Linked DNA regions of Mus musculus: regions 2 and 3 are each linked to region 1. The links are chromatin contacts, called in public Hi-C and promoter capture Hi-C maps. All regions are on one chromosome and are shown on one strand. The core of a region is the stretch at or near the end of the contact, and the rest is flanking DNA. Distances in the headings are between cores, read along the strand shown.

Region 1 (4,422 bases), core at 1,049-3,548:
TTTCTTTACAGCCTAATTGCTTGTAGCTACTGGCATCCCAATACCAGCCTGGGAGCTCGGGTGGAATGTTTAGATAACTCTAAAAGATGGGGGGGAATAGAAGGATTAAGACCCGAGGGTCACAGTCAGCCTGCTGATCACCTCTTCCAAGCACTTGTGCGGAAGAAACAGATCCAAAATTGATCAACATGGAATCGTGAGGGTAGACGTGACGACAGGATTCAAGGAACCCCAACACCACTTCCCAGCTCACACAAACAGCTTGCTCAAGAGTGGCCTTCAGACTTTGATGGAAAAGGAGGGATTCAGCTACCACAAGGGGACCCCGGCGTTTTCAAAATTATGCCACACTCAAAATGTTTATTACTCTTGTAATAGAGATATATACCCACAAACTGTAGGCACTGAGGAAGAAATCTGTGTAACAAAGGATCATGCTTTCTAGAAAAGGGACCAGTCCCTGACTCATGGGAAGCAGGGTATCAGGTCAGTCAGTACGTAAAGCTTTGCAGGAAATGGGAGTTCCTTCATCCAAATATGGTAGAGAACCAGGAGGGTCTCGGTATGGTGTGTGTGTGTGTGTATGTGCATGTGCATGTGCATGCATGTGTGTGTGTGTGTGTTTGTATGTGTGTAGCTGTGTGTGTGTGTGTGTGTGTGTGTGTAAAGAGCAAATGGCTTCGGGGAAATGCTAAGTGGTTATGACGTCAATCTCCCCAAATGCCAGTGGGGGCTTCCTAAGGGCAAGCTCTGATGTATGTGGGCAGACTGACACTGACCAGATGAGAGCATCTGCCAGTCTGCTGATGGAAAGATCTGATGTGAAGGTATATGGCCACACAATACTCCCCCAAGCACTGAGCTCTGCACCCCCTTAAGAAGCTTACAGATCTAGATTCCTCCACAGCTACCCAAACAGAGCGCCTGCGCACAGGCACACACACCACCACCACCACCACCACCACCACCACCACCACCACCACCACCACCACCACCACCACCACCTCAACCAAACAGCCCTGACCACAGCCACAACTTGCCAGGCCTTTACCTGAGGTATGCAACCCCTTGCTCCACTTTCTAGGAATTATATTCTCTTGGCCCTCCCTGTCTGCTTGGTTTTCGTCTATAAAGGATGGAACTTTGAATAGATACATTTTTGTAGGTGGTGATATGCAATACCAGAGACTTCTGGCTGCAGACCTTAGAATGAGTGACTCTGGAGGCTTTGGAGGAGGGGGTGTCAAGAAGAAGAGGTGTTTGTTTAAAGCAAAGGATTCCCTTTAAACAGCTGACGAGAAACCCCCTTTTACATCAAATCTAAGGAACATGGTGTCAGGATTGTTAAAGGCTGGAGAGACAGGGACGCAGAGACCATGTACAGGCACATGGTTAATGGTCACCCTTCCCTTTCTTCTATTTCAGTTAAGAACATATGACACACCAATCTTCTCTCTCATTATCACTTTGCTGGCACCTTGTCTTCTAGCTCCAGGCCTGACACTCCTAATTGCCTAGTTTGAGAAGTGCTAAGAAAACTGGAATTTTGTCACTAATAAAACTTAAAAGAATCATTTGCTTTCTCCCAGAGGGAAAACCCACAGCCGTTCCCAGTGCCCAGGTTTTCTTCTCCTAAGATTGTCTAACTTCTTAATTAGCCAAGTAAAGCAAGAATCTTTCCCTTGGACAGCCTGCTCACTCTGCTCCGAGTTTACAAACACATTTAGAAAGCCCTGGTTGTTATTTAAAGGAACCCTATACCTCTCCACCAGCTCCAACAGGCGGTTATGTCCTGTTCTCCGGGATATGAACAGGAGGGGGTGGCCGAAGCGAGGCACTCGCGAGCCCAAGTCACTCTGGTGCCCCGACTTGGTTGAAATTTTATCCAAAAAGGGGGTTCGGGTGAACCCCCAGGCGCTCAACCCGCGACTCTGGTCTGTGCAACCCCGGGATCCGGTCCCGCCGCTCACCTCGTTCTGCAAGGCGCATCTGGGCTGGTTGCATGCTGCCGTGTCTCAGCTAAGACTCCCGTCTAGGGGCTCCTCCGGAGGTCGCTCGTGGCCTCAGGTTTCTCTCCCGCTAGGCTTGTCCAGCCACCTTGCTCAGCACCCGGACCTTGTCGCCTGCCCCTGAACTTGTTCTCCCAGACTCTGCCCCAGAGAATCCGAAGGCAAACTTTTGCCACTGCCCTCCGGGGCGGGGCCCAAACTCACCCCGCCTCCTGCCGCCCCTAACCCAAGCTTCAGAGCTTCGCGGGCTGGTCCCCAGATACGCCCTGGTTCCCAGCCACGTCCCCGCCTCGGGCTACGTCCCCGCCCAGTCTCTGGATTACTTCTCTGCATCCGCGCTGTCTGGACTCTGGGACTCGGGCTGGGGCTCTTCAACCCTCTGTATCCCTCTGCCCCTATTCCTCTGCCGATCATCTACCCCCACCCCCAAACCTATACTCTGACTCCAAGGTTCTGCGTCTATCCTGCTAATTTTAAGTGCTCCAGAACCCAGCAGCTGCAGATACCTAACCGGGTGCAGAACTGGGCTTGGGTAGATATCTACCTAAGTGTCCAGAAGGATTTGAGCGGATTCTTATTAATACTGTTACTCACCTTGAGGTGACCAGTGTTAACTATACTATCTTTAACCTGAAATCAACCGACTACCAGCTTGAGCTGGTAAGCTAAGCCCCCTGCCCCTTTGGACTCCTGCCCCTGCCCCCATCCCTTTCGGAGCTGAAGGCAGGGACCCCAGCCTCTTGTGCATTTCAGGTCCTGACTCCTGTGTCTTGTCTACCTTAGTTAACTGTACCCAGTCTACTCCTGCGCTCTGGGCAAGCCTCACCGGCCATGTGGGGAGAAATGAGAATCTTTGGGGGGAACCGCAGGCACAATTGTCAGTTACAAAGGAAATGCAAAAGATCTCCAGACCAGCTTGGGGAAGGAGAGGGGAGAGGAAGCAGACCGCAGCTAAATTCCCGAGCAGGCAGGGTTCCAGGTCCCTGCTACCTTTTCTCTGGGGCTTTCTTGCCTACAGAAGATGAATTTACCGCTTTCTTGGGATTCATCTGGCATGTAAAGGCAGCTCTTGGCCGGTCTTGGCCTTCTCTGTTGTCTGGTGAGACGCACAAGCCCTCCGGGTCACAGGAGCCAGGCTGCAGAGCTCCAGCTGCCTTGGCTGCTCAGTAGCAGCGCGATTCTCCTGAGCTCTGGTCCTACTGCCTAGCCTCCCAAATTTGCCTAGTGTCTTGGACACAGCTGGGGAAAGCTAGTTCTCTCCCCAAGTGCAGTGAGAATGGGCGTGTCTCTGTATACTTGACTCCTACAGCATCCAGTTAAAGAAAGCAGAGGTGGCCACAGTTGAAGATGCTTCTGTAGCTGTTTCTGCAGCCACTTCCTGAGGCCAGGGTAACAACAGTTTCTTGGTCGCTATGTCTAACCCCACAAAAAGGCCTGGTGCTCTAGCTGTTTCTCACTGTGTCACCATCACTGCCCCGGCTGCTGGAGGTGTGTTTTATACAGCATCTGTCTCTCCATTCCCCGGGTAAATGGTCCTCTGGATAGAAGAGGGTGACCCTGAGTCTCTCTATGACAGCTCCTCCAGCCTCAGACACCAGACTCCCACAGCCTGAGAGGTACCAGGGCTCTTACTGCTAATGACAGTCTTTCCTAAGAGTGATTCCACCCACAGCATCCCTGTGGTATCCCTGAAACCTGTCTTTCAATGAGGTTTCTTTTCCCTCCAAGTTTCCTAACCAGAAGCAGCCATCTTCCCAGTCCAGGCCTCCTTCTCCCTGTCTTGTTCCTTGTTGTGATGTCTGTTCTGATGGAGGCTCTAGCTCTCACTGCTGTGATGGAGGCCCCTCCCCTGTCTGCTGTGATGGAGACCTTTCTTCTGTGGACCATGCTAGTGACCTTACCCCTCCTGCTGTTCTGTATCTGGGCTTTAAAGCTCAGATACTCAGCTCTCAGTGGGTCTCTAGGTCCATAGAGCCCGCTACAGGCAGATTTCTCCAAATGCATCTTCCCTTGGGTGTTGCTGGCTGATGAGAGAAAAACCAACTCATAACCTCAGCAGGAACAGCAGAACGAGGGGATCCATGTTCTGCAACCATCCCCAGAAAGGACAGAATCAGACAGGTGTGTCAGAAAGTAAAAGTGTGTGAGCTAGCGAGCTGACCAATCACACAGTTCCGGCTAGAAACTAAGAAGCGGTTGGTTTTCCGTGGAGAGGTCAGCAGGTGCCTGATTATGCTTCCTCCCCTGGCCTGAGCCTTGGGGGACTTACATACTTCCTGAACACCATTCTCAGCATGCTTGTGAGAATGTTTGGGTGAGATAAACATCTGTCTGCTGCAGTATATGGCTGGCCAGCGTGCGGAGGCTTTGTCCGATCCCTGTGGGCATGAATAGACAGTTCAGAAGACCGAGG
Region 2 (4,561 bases), core at 1,455-3,954, 270 kb after region 1:
GTGACGTCAACACACCATGCCAGAGAGCCTATCCTAATTCCTGATGACACTGAACAGCTGGAAGACTGGAAACCTTTAGGTCAAAGATGTATCTCATAAAGGCTCTTCATCACGCCCTGAACTATGGTTTCAGAACATCTGCCTGGATCAGTTCTGTGTGTTTAAGTGATGTGCAGAGGTGCTTGAGGTCTGATACAAGTTAAAACACTGAAAGAAAATCAAAAAGCATCCAATTATCACTTTTAAAATAATGTTTTTAGAATAACTTTAAAAACTTACCAACTCTATCAGGGAGGACTTCCAGTGCAGAAACTCTTTCATCCTTATTAAGTTCTAGTCCATAAACACAGTCAAATCCATCGTACTTTATAAGATACAGGGAAGGATTCACAGGCACCTGGTCCAGGACAGTCCCCTTCCACTGGGTAACAGGGCCATTGCCCTCTCTCCATCCATGCTGGATCCTGCAGCCTACGATGTTCCGCCGGGGTTGGGACACAGGCTTGCTTGGTCCCACACTGGTCCGATGTTTTCTGTATTCACACATACAATGTATTATTCTCACAAGAATGCATATCTGGACCCAATATAGCCACCAGTTTGCATGTTCTTCATTACATATGATCCTAAAGGACAGACAAACTCCTACTGGTGAGGCAGGACTGCAAGTTTGAGGTCAGCCCAGGCTGCATAGCAAAATGTGCTTCAAAAATAACGGGCTGAAGGAATGCCTCAGTAGGTAACAACATTTGCTGATCTTGTATATGACCCAAATTAAGTTTCCAATATCCATATGGTATTTTATAACTGCCTGTACTCAGTTCCAATGCCTTTTTCTGGTCTCTTCAGAAATCAGGCATGCATGTAGTATACATACATGTATGATGAAAGCACTCACAAGCTCATTTAAAAAAAAAAAAAAGAAAGAAAGAAAGAAAGAAAGAAAGAAAGAAAGAAAGAAAGAAAGAAAGAAAAAACAGTATTTCGTTCCTCCTTATGCCCTGGTAGCCTCAAAATTGAGTGTAAGTGAGCTGGACTGTGTGTGCATGCACTTCAGTTCACTCAGAAGCACAATTTCCTCACATAGTTGAATGTTTCACAAGCATATTTTAATAGTTTATGACAAAATACTAACATATGAAAAATTACAGTAACATCAAGTGATGGTGTTTCTGTGGTTGAAATATTTACATAAAATACTAATACTACTCTGGCTATTTTTATGTGTGCACAAATGCACATACAAGAATGTGTGTCCATGAAGAGGCCAGGGGTGCTATTAGGTGTCTTCCTCCACTGCGTGCTCTCCACCTCATCTTTTAAAGCAGGATATCATCTTTTCTCTCTCTCTCTCTCCCTCTCTCCCTCTCTCTCTCTCTATATATATATATAAATAAATCATCTGGATGCCATTTAGGCTAGACTGGCTGGCAATGAGTTCCTAGGATCCACACATCTCTGCCACACCCCAAACAACTGAAGTTAGAAACAAATGGTCCATCTGAGGACCCAAACACAGGTCCTCGTGCTTATTAAGAAAGCACTTTACCCACTCAGTCATCTGCCCGGGCCCCTATCCTGGCTTCTGACATTGGGGGGGGGGGGGCGGGGGAGGGAGGGGAGAGGCCACACTTCATTTCACTTTGAAATAGAAGGACAAAGGACAAGACTTGGACGCAACACAAGCCACACCAACTTGACAGTTGCTGCGATGTGCCGAGAGTCAAACAGGGCTGAAGAGGTTTCCTTCCCGTTTTACAAAGATGCATGACAATTACAATTAATTTCTTAAAAAAAAGAAAAAAAAAAGAAATCATAGTTACAGTAGCTAAAAATATATAAAAGAAATGCATTGTTTGCATGCCCTTAGTTTTGCCAGAGGTTCTGGAAACAATGGTCTCTTGAAACCATGAGGAAGGACTTCAGAGGAAGTAAGCATTGGGAGGGAGGGAGGGAGGGAGGGAGGGAGGGAGGGAAGGAGGGAGGGAGGAGCTGAGGCACTGTGGAACTGGGAAAAGGAGTGGGGAAAGTGCAGCTCCTAGAAGCCAGACACCTCCACACCTCTTCCCCCACCCCTGCCCTCAAAGCAGCACACCTTCCTCCTAGGGAGAGCCATGTCCCCAGGCCACCCCACTGGAGTGTAAAACCCTAACTAAGCTGGGTATGAATAGAGCCAGGAAATAAAGTCCAGAGGCAGATCCAGGGGAGAAAAAAAAAAAAAAAAAAAAAAAAAGACAGACAAAGCAATAAATAGACCCAGGTGGCTAAGGAAAAGCCCTGTTTGAAATCAGCCAGCATGCGCTGAGCTGAGGAAGCTAGGGAAGTCTGGGGCAAAGGGGGCATCTGCTTATCTTCTCCCCTCCCTTCCAGCCCTGGAGTCCTGCTGGACAATATGCAAAAGCACCTTAAAGAAGAAATGTTCTTGATTGAGTTGTGATTGGCAGTAGAGGCTGGCCAGGAAAATATATCCATGTATTAGATAAAATGGTTAATGGCACTAAGCAAAGGAAAGAGACGCTGTCCAGTTGACTGTGCCAAGAAGTGCCCAGGTTGGATGTTTGTTTCTGGGTGTTGTCTGAGAATGTTCTGGAAAGGGGTCAGTATTTGAACTACTGGACTGAGGAAAAACAATGTGACCTCAGCAGTGCAAATGGGCTTCACTCAGCCTGCTGAGGGCCTGGACACAACAGGCAGGAAGATGGTTTTCTGGCTCCTGGTTCTCCAGCCTTGAACTAGGACTGAACTCTGCCATCAGCATTCCTGGCTCACACACTGCACACTGAGAGGACTTCTTGCCTCCTCTATATTGCATGACTCAGATTCTCATTATTTCATTCTCTTCTATCTCCTACTTACTGGTTCTCTTGCTCCAGAGAATCCTTACATAGGAACATGTGCCACAAAATGGGAAGATAGCCAGGTAAGACACAACATGAAAGAGCTAGGCAAGAAAACAGACAGACAACTGAGAGGCATGTGAGGAAACGGACGCATGGGTTTCCGTTAATACAAACCTGAGTGGTGAAGGGAGGCAGGGGTAAAACCTGAGGTGGCAGGTGTAAGGACTACAACAGACGCTGCACAGTCTGCTGTCAAAGGCCAACATAAACAGCATGTATGCACATAAGTGTGTGCACACCACAATGTGGAGTTGGTTTTCTTCTTACACATTACATGTGTTTAGGGAGTGGAAACCAAGTCACCAGGCTTATGAGGCAAGCGCCTTCTCTCTCTGAGCTAACTCACTAGTTCCCACAAAGTCACTTAGTACTGAGATTGCTAATTCAATGGGGACAACTGCTCCTGTGGGGGTGGGCAGCAATGGATGGTGGCGATTCTAGTAGACCTCACAAGACTCTAGTTCCCCTACCAAGAGGAAGTAGCTGAGGAGCCTGGAGTGGCAGGCTGGTGGCTGTGGCTAACAGTACTACGATAGGGTGCTGCATCTTTACATGTGTTTACACATGTGCTTACACACGTGTTTATGTGTCTCTGACAACAGCAAGTTTTAAAGTGCTTTGTGCAGGTCTCACATATTTTGTCTACTTAAAAATAAATTGTGTATTTTATGGCAATAAATTGTGAAAATATTATTGTCTGCAGACTATTTTATACAGGACATACTTTCTTGATCCCATCCAATAATCACAAATCCTCCCAGGTCAACTTCAGGTGTAAGGGACTCATGTCAATCTCATAGTATTTGAGAATCAATCAAAATATGTAACTGTTTTGACACTATAGATTTAACACAATTTTCAATCTCTTTCCACTCACACAACCAGTATTAAAAGAGAAGAAAAGCTTCTAACTACTAAATAACACTCAGACTCAAAAGAGGACTTCTAGGCATGTGAAGTGTCTAGGAACAAGCACCTGTCCTCCTCAGGGGTGAGAATGGGTCCTTAGACAGGTCTCAGAACACCAGATCTTCTCAGTTTTTACCTTTGTCTTCAGGCAACAGTCATAAACCATTAAATTTTTACACCCATATCCCAGTGCACTCCCCTCCATAGAACAGGTTCACAACAAAGGCTAAGGCAGGTGCCTCATCTGACCAAGGAAACAATTTGGTCATACATACCAGGTTCCTAACTTCAACATGGGTCATTGTAACTTCCCAAATCCTAAACAAGAGACACTGTTATTTCTTCTTAGGAGTGCTTTGTCCATTTTGAATCTCTGCTACTTCCATATGAATTAGGAGGGGTATTTTTCTAGTTCTGCACAAGAAACATCACTGGGATTGTGATGGAGATTGCACCGAATCTGTAGATGGCTTTTATTTCCACAGTATGAATTGTATCAGTGCGTGCCTGAGTCAGTATGGAAAGGTGGGCTTTTTCTACTGTATTCTACTTTACTTAAATGTTGATTCTAACACAAATCATGGTTGAATACTGTTTTCTTTTCATTCTTATTTATTTTGTGTGCAGCTATGTGGGTGCATCAGCACCACGGTGTGTGTGGATCAAATAACTTGCATGAACTCAGTTCTGTCCTTCTACCATGTGGGTCTCGGTGCCAAGTATCTCTTCTGGCTGTGGCCCTTCACCAGCCC
Region 3 (5,058 bases), core at 775-3,274, 440 kb after region 1:
CCTGCCTCTGTTAAGCAGAGATGCTAAGCTTGTTGAGTGGCACATGGTAATCTGAAATGATCATTTCTACCATACCTGGGCCTAACCTTTCTCTGTCCTGGGCTGATCCTGAACTGGGGAATTTATCTGCCTTTGTAAGAATAGCAAACAAACAAACAAACAAACAAACAACTCAGCTGGGTGGTGTCTCCTACAGTCACCACTCCCTAAGTCTCTTAATCTCCTTCCTGAGTGTCTTTCTGATAAGTTAGCTCACCGTGCAGCTGCTCTGTTCCTTTAGGTTCGTGAAGCCCCTCATACAATTCATATTACATCCTTATTGTTTGCATAGTTGAGAAATTATATATTTTTTGTCTTTTTGTTTGTTTGTTTGTTTTCGAGACAGGGTTTCTCTGTGTAGTTCTGGCTGTCCTGGAACTCACTCTGTAGACCAGGCTGGCCTCGAACTCAGAAATCCATCTGCCTCTGCCTCCTAAGTGCTGGGATTAAAGGTGTGTGCCAACCACTGCCCGGCAAGAAATTATGTATCTTTGAACTCAAGTTTCTAGAGTTCTTTTCCACAGCCTCAAGGGCTGTCCTGAAAGTCCCAGTATTTACTGTTTTTTGGTTGAGACATTAGCCACACCTTCACCTCCTGGACTCATGCTGTCTGATTATCATGGAGTCGTTAATGTTAATGGGGGGGGAGGGGGGAGGACATTCCATAAAGTAAAGACTCCTTTTGCTTTCAGCAGTCATCAGACACTTTTGGAGGGCCATGTTCCCTGGCTCTGTGCCAGGGGCAGGATCCATGTCATTCTGTCCCCATCAAGACCATGCCAGGACCCAGCAGCAAGGATAGATTCTGGGTTCATGGTGGGGTACAGGATGGAGCCCACAAGTGAAGAGAAAGCCCTAGAAAATCCTAGTGTACCCATAAGAAGACAATGCTGGAAGCTGCTGAGTGTAGAGAGCATGGGACTATGCAGTGTGTGCCTTGTCGCAGGGGCTGCCATTGAACAAGGGGCCACTGGGCCTTGCCAACTTGTTGCTGAGTGAGTTGCAGCCTGGAGGGAAGAGAAGCAGAGGGTGGCATGGCAGGAGCACTCTGTCTGTATACACGGAGGACAAAGGGACAAGGGGACACGCAACAGAAAAGCTCCCCGAGGACGAGGGCAGGTCATAACAGGACGTGACATCATGACCTAAAACAGAGAAAAAAAATATAAAACTAATTTCCCCAGAGGGTGGGAAGAACGAAGGGAGGTGGTTGGGGAGAAAGATAATTGGTTATGAGCGCTTGTTGTTCATGCATGAAGGTGAGGGGGGTGGGGTGGGCACAACGGACCTGGGTTTGATTACCAGTAACCACAACTGTCGATAACTTCGGTTCTGAGGAGTCCAGTACCTTCTTCTGACCTCCCCAGGGACCAGGTCCTCACATGGTACATAGACAGGCCTCTGAAAAAATAGTCATACACATAAAATATAAAATAAGATTAATTAAAAAAATAACAATGAAGAATTTTATTTTCTGAACAGAAGTTGAGTTTTCGTTTTTAAAATATTTCTGTTTGTACCTCCTACACACAAGGACCACAGTATGCACCCCTGAGACAGAAACAGCTGAGCAGTAGAATCAAGAAGAGTTTCCTCTTGCTTAGCCTGGTGTCCCCAGCCACCTCCAAAATGAGCAGGTAGCCGTAGGGACCAAGCAGAGTCCTGCTCCCACCAAAAATGGCAAGACTTAGTGCCAGCAGGAGGTGAGGGGTGGGGGAGGGGTGTTTTCTGGTGAGGCCAGGAGTTAGCTGGACCCCACCAGGTAGTCAAGTGAGCTCCTAACCCTGACGGCGCCTCCTGCTGAGCACACAGGTTGTTGCTTGGTGACAACCACTTGGGACTCTAACTAAAGGCATCCCATTTACTGGAAACCCACAGATGCACGCAGGTGGCAGCAGGCTGATTGACAGCCTCTGGCTGCTCTCCCTGTGGTTCCCTCCTTTCTGCAAAGCCCATCCTTTAACCCCAAGCAAGAGCTACACAGTTACAACCTTTTCTTGAGACCCCTTTGGCTGAGTGGAGCTCTAGTAACAGTCATCTTTGAATGGCTTCATGGTCTCAGGAGGCTCTCCCTGTTGCTTAACATAATTCTTTGCCTTTCACATTCATTGTTGCCTATGGGTTTCATTCGTTAGACATGAACAGGTGTTGGGCTCTGCTCTTGGGAGCTCTGATGGCCTTGACTGTCCCAAACTTCTGCACTCTTCTGGGTATATATTTTTTAAAAAGTTCATTATTATTACTATCATTCTCATCATCACCATCATTCTCATCATCATGGCTATTCGTGTGCATGATGTATATATGTGTGTCGAGTCCCACTCGACCAGCAAGAAAGATGCAAACACCGGTTCTTCTTTAAGCAGTTTACTCAGACAGCTACTTACTTCAAATCCCCTGCCTCTCTAGTTACAAGTGTTTTTCTCCTCTCCAGCCACAACCACGCCCCCACCAATTACCACAGGTCACATCACCTCACCAGGCAGGCTTTCTCAGCCAATCAGGGATTAAGGGCGGGCCATCCACCAAACATGGGCTTGTTTACTACCTGGAGCAGACTTCCATCCTGCTGACCAGGAAGTCCGGAATGGCTCCCTACATATGTGTGAATGTGAATGTGGCTACCATGTACGATGAAGCATATGCAGAGGTGAGAGGACACCATTTAGAAGATGGCTCCTCTTACCTTGTTGAGGCAGGGTCTTTCTTGTTTTTTCTTGCTTGCATATTTCAGGCTAGCTGACGTTCGGGCTTTTAGCTGATCTCCTGTCACTGCCTCCCACCTCAAACGAGGAGTGCTGGAATGACAGATGAATTCCACATCTGGCTTTTTGCCATGGGTTCTGGGGATTGAACTCAAGTTATCAGGCTTGTGAATAAAGCCATTTCTTGTGGGCAATCACACCCGCAGCTTTCCTGACACTGACATCTCATGCCTGAAATCTGTATTCCCACACTAGCCTCCAGCTTGGCTCTCACAGCACCAACTCAGCTTCGATTGCTTGCAAAGGCTTGGGGCTGCTGCTGCCATTGGACCGTCAGCCCGTGACAGTTATCCCAGATGAGCTGCTCACTAAACATGAGCAGAGATACTGCCTGCTAACAGAGAGGACTTAAGGGTCTCCTGATAACATCCGCTCATCCAGGATCTAATAAAAATACAGCTGTCATAACAGAACCGGGGACAATTACAACTGGAAAAAAGAAATCAGGTTCTGCTGCCAGGAAGAATCAGATACTGGAATTGTCTGGCAACGATCTTAAAGAAGCCATCACGAAAGTGACAGTACATGGTAAATATAGCAGTTAAGAGAACTTGCTGCTTCTGCAGAGGACCTGCATCCCAGCACCTACGCAGAGCAGCGCAGACACCGGAAACTCCGACTTCTGTGGACATGGCGCCCTCTTCTGGCCTTCTCATGGATCTGCACGTATGCATATGCAAGTGCACACAAACACGCATACATGATTTAAAAAGAAAATATTTTTTTAAAAAGAGTAAATCCAATTATGATTTACAAATGAAGAAACAGATTTTAGCAAGAAAACAGCACTCATACCAGAGCCTAGAGGAAGTGATAGAATTGAAGATTAAACTTTGAAACAAAAGAATCTCTCTGGATGGGCTCAATAGAAGAATGTATATTATATGTCAGGGGAAATCAGAGAAAGCAATAGAATATGTACGATCTGAAAAACAGAGGCGAAAAAAACCTAAAATGAAAAAGTGCAGTGCATTAGGGGCCAATGAGAATGCAACAAAAGATCCGACACTCACCTCTTAGGAGTATGCTTAGATATGCTAAGTGACCATATAATAGTACAGGCTTAACAAAATTCATGACAAGATATGTTATATTAATATATTAAGCTAAATATGCTGAGGGACCAGAACATGTCTATGATTTCAGTGGGGACTGTGGCTGAAGCATCACCAGTTCAAGGCCAGCCTGGGCTGCAGAGTGAGACTTTGTCTCAAAACAGAAAGGAATAAGACACAGAGAAGGGCTGGGGATACACACACACACACACACACACACACACACACACACACACGTCATAAGAAGATATTCTTAGGGCCTGGAGGTGACGCTCAGTTGGTAAAGCGCTTGCCTAGCATGCATGAATCCCCCAGTTCAAGCCCAGCATTCATACACTGACTATGGTGGCACATGCTGGGAATCCCAGTCCTTAGGCAGCCGTGCGTGGCAAGAGTGTCAGAAGTTCAAGGTCAGCCTGGGTTATATGAGACTCTGTCCTTAAAATATAAATAACAGGAAGGAAGGGAGGAAGGGAGGGAGGAAGGAAGGAAGGAAGGGAGGGAGGAAGGAAGGGAGGAAGGGAGGAAGGAAGGAAGGAAGGGAGGGAGGAAGGAAGGGAGGAAGGGAGGAAGGGAGGAGGAAGGGAGGGAGGAAGGAAGGAAGGAAGGGAGGGAGGAAGGAAGGGAGGAAGGAAGGAAGGGAGGGAGGAAGGGAGGGAGGAAGGAAGGAAGGAAGGGAGGGAGGAAGGGAGGGAGGAAGGGAGGGAGGAAGGGAGGGAGGAAGGGAGGAAGGGAGGGAGGGAGGAAGGAAGGGAGGAAGGAAGGGAGGGAGGAAGGAAGGAAGGAAGGGAGGGAGGAAGGGAGGGAGGAAGGGAGGAAGGGAGGGAGGGAGGAAGGAAGGGAGGAAGGAAGGGAGGGAGGAAGGAAGGGAGGAAGGGAGGAAGAAAGGGAGGGAGGAAGGAAGGGAGGAAGGGAGGAAGGGAGGAAGGGAGGGAGGAAGGGAGGGAGGAAGGGAGGAAGGGAGGAAGAAAGGAAGGAAGGAAGGGGGGAGGTGGATGGACCGAGAGAAGGAATAAAAATCTAACCATAAGAGGCCACACATGTAAATGAGAATGGAAACATAGGAGAAAGCATTTGACTTTGGGCTTAAGAATTCTTAGACCAGCCGGGCGTGGTGGCACACGCCTTTAATCCCAGCACTGGGGAGGCAGAGGCAGGCGGATTTCTGAGTTCGAGGCCAGCCTGGTCTACAAAGTGAG

Evidence for each region. Promoter capture Hi-C pulls out the DNA fragments that hold promoters and counts their contacts. Hi-C and Micro-C count contacts between places; a contact is called where the count stands out from the background.
Region 2: a Hi-C map of bone marrow-derived macrophages shows a contact between it and region 1, with 27 read pairs. The contact joins the enhancer-like site here to the promoter of S1pr3 in region 1. A contact is called at or near these places in 9 of 39 promoter capture datasets (the C10 cell line, cranial neural crest, embryonic stem cells and 5 more), 1 of 15 datasets of contacts at CTCF or cohesin (large pre-B cells), 1 of 484 Hi-C or Micro-C datasets (bone marrow-derived macrophages), 17 of 115 datasets of contacts at active chromatin or transcription factors (SST interneurons, bone marrow-derived macrophages, craniofacial prominence and 7 more) and 5 of 9 other capture datasets (adipose tissue, embryonic stem cells, liver and 2 more).
Region 3: a promoter capture Hi-C map of embryonic stem cells shows a contact between it and region 1, with 20 read pairs. The contact joins the enhancer-like site here to the promoter of S1pr3 in region 1. A contact is called at or near these places in 21 of 39 promoter capture datasets (3T3-L1-derived adipocytes, the C10 cell line, the HPC-7 cell line and 12 more), 3 of 15 datasets of contacts at CTCF or cohesin (CD8 T cells and embryonic stem cells), 114 of 484 Hi-C or Micro-C datasets (the 4T1 cell line, B cells, the C2C12 cell line and 58 more), 38 of 115 datasets of contacts at active chromatin or transcription factors (PVALB interneurons, SST interneurons, astrocytes and 22 more) and 3 of 9 other capture datasets (embryonic stem cells, liver and pancreatic islet).

Annotation. Positions count from the first base shown.
Region 1 is chr13:51,406,494-51,410,915 of GRCm38.p6, reverse strand. S1pr3 (sphingosine-1-phosphate receptor 3) reads right to left here and starts at 2,298. Exons shown (of 2, transcript NM_010101.4): 1 at 1,971-2,298. The region is part of intron 1 of Gm32834 (a long non-coding RNA gene); the gene reads left to right.
Region 2 is chr13:51,135,329-51,139,889 of GRCm38.p6, reverse strand. Spin1 (spindlin 1) reads right to left here. Exons shown (of 6, transcript NM_146043.4): 4 at 280-533. Among named protein-coding and RNA genes, the nearest start is that of Nxnl2, 33 kb to the left of the region's middle. Within about 2 kb of position 2,704, at least 44 of the 459 cell types and tissues checked have an H3K27ac peak or open chromatin away from gene starts, as enhancers often do. A contact at or near this core is called in SST interneurons, adipose tissue, bone marrow-derived macrophages and 1 more, where this site is marked.
Region 3 is chr13:50,962,652-50,967,709 of GRCm38.p6, reverse strand. No RefSeq gene overlaps it. Among named protein-coding and RNA genes, the nearest start is that of Gm32613, 26 kb to the left of the region's middle. Within about 2 kb of position 2,024, at least 20 of the 459 cell types and tissues checked have an H3K27ac peak or open chromatin away from gene starts, as enhancers often do. A contact at or near this core is called in differentiating embryonic stem cells, embryonic stem cells, epiblast stem cells and 5 more, where this site is marked.